Linked DNA regions of Danio rerio: region 1 is linked to region 2. The links are chromatin contacts, called in public HiChIP or PLAC-seq maps. All regions are on one chromosome and are shown on one strand. Each heading gives the region's core, a stretch centred on a gene start, on an enhancer-like site or on the middle of the called end of the contact. The rest is flanking DNA. Distances are from core to core; before and after follow the strand shown. Region 1 holds the start of id2a (inhibitor of DNA binding 2a). Region 2 holds the start of eif2s1a (eukaryotic translation initiation factor 2, subunit 1 alpha a).

Region 1 (2,700 bases), core at 5-2,504, 580 kb after region 2:
CAAACATCTGTTTAGTCGGATATGCACAAGCAACCAGGAAATCTCTCCGTCTCCATTGTTACTTAGCATGTGTAAACAAAGAGCGTTTTTGTCACCACTATCGCTTTCTGAACTCACTGTGGGTTTCTAAAACATGGAAATATAATCTGTAGCAGGGTGACATATTCTTCACGGTCTTAAGAATGCGTTTTCACTTCAGCAGCAGTTTTAGGACAGAATTGTTTTCTCAGTCAAGTATTTTCATGACTATCAATATGCTGCAAGCATGCCTGCACTAGAGAGCAGGGGGAACTCGTCATCACTATTACATCTCAAAACGATCCTCATCACAGGCCATAAAGACTGCTCTCATGTTCCCCCACAGTCATGATGTGTGTAAACAAACATAAACATTAAGGGCACGCTATCAACGACAGAAAGCACAAACTTCAACTGCTGGTGCATCATTTTGATTTGCATCGTAAACGCAATAAAGAAACGCCACTCATCTTAATTTGACATGTTTTCTGTGTTCTAAATTAATGAATAAATATAGAATATATTAAAGACAAAATACAGAATCGCTGGAACTATAAGGTCAAGTGACTTGGTGTAAAAACCGCTGGGCATCTTTATCTAAAATCATGGCACTTTGCCAAAATAATGCCACTGACCTGAAGGTAAAAGTTGAAATCTTTAACACAGAGTTTACACGAGGAAATACAAGACTATTTGAACTGAAACATGTCGAATACATTATGTTCGGTTGGTTTAATGTTAACCGCAGATTGTATGAATCATACGCTGCATAATATTGCTAATACATAAATGCAACAATCCGTTTTCGTTTTACATACTTAGTATGTAGCATATTGTATGTTGAGTGTTCTGGAAATTCAATATAAATAATCCTAAAGCTAACGTTTTGGCACGTTATGACAATTACACTACAAACAAATGCGTGAAAACAACCTTATACTTGCAACTCACTAATTCTCCTGATCGGAAACAGGTACACTGATTTGAGAAATTATCCGTGGAAGCTGAAGGCAGTCAGCGCCACCCTAAACACGCGCTTTCACTGGTCAAGAACGCGGAAGAAATGGGCGGATCTTTGTCGCTCGGCCCAGCAGCCAATAGCGTAACGCGAAGGCGATGAGTGACTCGGCCTTCTCCACCAATCAGCACGTCGCAAACCAGCGAGTGAACAAACCCACCCAGCTGGGTATATATACAGCGATGACAGCTCGCTAATCCACTGCGTTTGCTTCAACAGCCCAGCGCGAACAGGGAATCTCGAACACAAAAAGGCGAGTCTTTTCAACGAAATCCTGCTGTCAACATGAAGGCAATAAGCCCAGTGAGGTCCTTCCGGAAAAGTAGCGCGAGTGTAACGACGACGGAGCACAGTCTGGGAATCTCGCGGAGCAAGACCCCCGTGGACGATCCTCTCAGCCTGCTCTACAACATGAACGACTGCTACTCCAAACTGAAGGAACTGGTGCCGAGCATCCCGCAGAACAAAAACGTGAGCAAAATGGAAATCCTCCAGCATGTCATCGACTATATTCTGGACCTGCAGATCGCGCTCGACTCCAATTCGGCGATAACCAGCCTGCATCACCCGCGAGCGGGGCAGGGGACATCCAGAACACCCCTGACAACACTCAACACAGACATCAGCATCCTCTCACTACAGGTGAATCACCGCCTACTCAATTATCTATCTATCTATCTATCTATCTATCTATCTATCTATCTATCTATCTATCTATCTATCTATCTATCTATCTATCTATCTATCTATCTATCTATCTATCTATCTATCTATCTATCTATCTATCTATCTATCTATCTATCTATCTATCTATCTATCTATCTATCTATCTATCTATCTATCTATCTATCTATCTATCTATCTATCTATCTATCTATCTATCTATCTATCTATCTATCTATCTATCTATCTATCTATCTATCTATCTATCTATCTATCTATCTATCTATCGTGTTGCATGCTTATTGACCTCTAATAACAAGGCTGTTTTGTTTTTCTAGACACCTGAGTTTCCATCAGACTTGATCACAGAGGACAGCAGGACACTTTACCGTTAATCAGGTAAGTTTTCTTGAAAATACAATGTTTTTATGTGTTTTTAATTTTTCTATTAAATGACAAGTATTTGATGCAGAGGGTTTAGTTGAGGAGCAGTGTGCATGTGTGAAGTTGCAGAAAGTGTGTTGACTTTGCAAAAGCGAAGGCAGAAGTTGTGTACTGGTGTACATCTGGAGCCCAGGGTTTTTTCGCTCAGTCTCTGAGTGTTTGGTTAAATGTTCAAACTGCGGCTTCCTCTCTGGCGCCAGGCTGTCCGGATCTCTGCCCTGTTTGCATTCTCTAAATGCGCCTCTTTCTCAATCTTTTGCAGGTGTTTGGTTAAGACACAAGAACACACAGGACCTGGGAACTGGCTTTTCCTCTGATTTCTGTTCTCAGTCTGGAGTTTTTTTTTCTTCTTTTCTTTCCTGTAATTGAATCAAGAGACTTTCTTTTTTTCCTCCTTCTCAAAGGACAATCCATGTGATGTGTTATGAGTTCGGACATTGATTATTTATCTTCTAAAAAGACTTTCTTCAAGAGGAAGAAGCACTATATTCCCTGAAAATAGGAGGGAAACCTGTAAATGATCACAAGGAACCTTTTCTCTGCATTGAGAAGAAGTC
Region 2 (2,700 bases), core at 91-2,590:
ACTTAAAGCAGAAGGATAACAGTATTATCAATAATAATTTATTTATTAATCTATATTAACAACAATTACAAACTTAAAGCACGGAAGGATTACAGCATTATTACTATTATTATTAATATTATTGTTGATATTATATTATTATTAATCATTTACTTATTAATATACATTAACAAAAGCAACATGGAAGGATTACGGTATTATTGCTATAATTGTTATTAATAATTATTTATTAAGATATAATAACCAACAATTACAAACTTGAAACAGAAGGATTACAGTATTATTATTATTATTATTATTAATCATATTAATAACCATTTATTTATTAAGATTTAATAACAATAACAATTATACCCTTAAATCACAGGACGATTACAGTATTATTACTATTATCATTATAATAATTATTATTATTAATATTATTATTATAAATAATTCATTCATATATATTAACAACTACAATTACAAACCTAAAACGTGAAAGGTATTACTACAGTAATACAGTATTATAGCATTATTATTATTATTATTATTATTATTATTATTATTAATTCGTTTATCAATATAAATAAACAATAATTACAAACTTAAAACAGGATTAAATTATTAGTAATATTAATAACCCCTTCAGACCTGAATTATGTTCCAAATTTCAGAAAAAATGGGATGTTGTGTGATGTCCATTGTAATAGATGCAGGGTCTGAAGGGGTTAATATAGTAAGATGTAACAACAAGGATTACAAACTTAAAACACACTGAAGAATTACATTATTAATATTAATTAATCTATTAATATCAACAGTAATTACAAACTTAAAACATACAGAATGATTACATTAGTACTGGGAAACATCCATACACACTTCACCTTAACAACATGTCTTTGGACAGATCCAGCCAGATCCATGCCAATCACTAAGCCACCATGTCGCCTATTATTTATTTATTTATTTATTTATTTATTAAGGTATACAATTAACAACAACAAATACAAACTTTAAACGCACAGAAAGGTTACATTATTATTGTGATTACTATTATTATTAAGCATTATTCTGTTGTGGAATTTTTCAGGATATGTTGATTTGTAAATGTGGTATTCACCAGTTATATAACTCAGAAATATCATCTAGCTCTTTATTGTTAAAAACATCTGAGTGGCAAAAAGTTCACCAGAAATGAAATCCTTACACAAGTAAGGATACCGGCGTGTTGAATTAATCCACAGCCACTCCAGATTTGTGTTTTCATTTGCAGGTGCACTCCGAGTCACTAGATGGCGCAGGAAAGCATCTGAACCATAATCTCAACAAAGCACGAACAAAAAAAGACTTCCTTTTCCGGCTGATGTTCAACATGCTGAGGAAATAGACATCAGAGACAACGCCAAGTTTTCCCCGGTTACTTTTATTTTCCACAGATGCGCTTGTGGTTTTTAATTATCAAGTTAAGGACAATTGTTGAACGACAGTACTAGCACATTTGTCCTGCATATCGGTGAGTAAAAGAGGTGTACATGGGTTGAAGGTGCGATTTGTGGTGAATTTTTCTCAATCAATTTAGCATTCATTTATTGTTTACATTTGCTAAATGGTTATGCCTTAGCATTTTGCCCAGGTTTTTTCATAGTAAGGCAAGAAACTACAGATGAATTCGGTAAAAAACTAAATTTTTTTAAAATAGTTGATTGATTACATCAAGAATTGAACATATCAAATAATGCGTTATTTAATTAAACTGCCACTATATATATATATATATATATATATATATATATATATATATATATATATATATATATATATATATATTTATATTTATATCTTAAGATATATCAAGTCAGGTTCAAAATTGTTTAATGTTTTGACGGTAACATGAAGAATTCAGTTGCAAAAACCTCTAAATGCCATCTGAAATGTTCTCCTACAAAGAGCATTTTTCTCAGCTTCCTGTTTATGTTCAATTATTTCACTTGAAAGGCAATGAAAATAACTTATTCGTCACTATAAATGTTAATTAAAATAAAACTAAAATTCTCATTTTAGAAGAAAATACCAAGTTGCTTTTAGTGGTGTGTGCATCTAAACTCTTCATATTTTCAGAGAGGGGATTTTGGGTATCTGTCACTCAGTGATTCAGAAAATACTGCAGTCATAGAAATGTATTTGCACAAGATTTAAAAACAAAAAAATAAAAATAAAATTTTCACAACATTTAGTAGAATAAACATTTAATAATAATGAGACAAATGATATGGGATAAAATCTGTTAAATCTTTAAGAAAACCACTGAAGTTTGTGTGTGCAAGTGCTGCTGAAGTAAAGATTTATAACTCTTTTTGATAAGACATATTGTTACATATGTACAATAATTCAAATCCACAGAAAAAAATTTATGAAGAGTGGCATGACTAACTATTAAACATGAATTTTAATGTTCTCTTACCAATAAACTAAACAAAATTGTCCTGAAAATAACAGTTTTTACCTTGAGTGTCTCACCTTGTTTTTAGAAGCTTTCTTTACTGTACCTCTGAGTGTGTCCAAATTCTGCCCTGTAGGGCTTGTGTCCTGCAATTTTTAGCTCCAACTTGCCTCAACTCCTGCACCGATGTTTCAAGTAGGGTGAAGCGGCAGGTCCAGAGACTCAATTGCATCCTCAAAGTCCTTTCTCAGAGCATTTTTGAGTCCTTGCTGCAG

Evidence for each region. HiChIP or PLAC-seq counts read pairs in DNA pulled down with a chosen protein or histone mark.
Region 1: an H3K4me3 HiChIP or PLAC-seq map of embryo shows a contact between it and region 2, with 5 times the contacts expected there. The contact joins the promoter of id2a here to the promoter of eif2s1a in region 2. A contact is called at or near these places in 4 of 18 Hi-C or Micro-C datasets (caudal fin, embryo and hematopoietic stem cells) and 1 of 4 datasets of contacts at active chromatin or transcription factors (embryo).

The regions. Positions count from the first base shown.
Region 1 is chr17:36,531,049-36,533,748 of GRCz12tu, forward strand. id2a (inhibitor of DNA binding 2a) reads left to right here and starts at 1,255. Exons shown (of 3, transcript NM_201291.1): 1 at 1,255-1,678; 2 at 2,038-2,098; 3 at 2,406-2,700. The coding sequence starts at 1,322. The coding sequence ends at 2,094.
Region 2 is chr17:35,952,086-35,954,785 of GRCz12tu, forward strand. eif2s1a (eukaryotic translation initiation factor 2, subunit 1 alpha a) reads left to right here and starts at 1,341. Exons shown (of 7, transcript NM_199569.1): 1 at 1,341-1,498.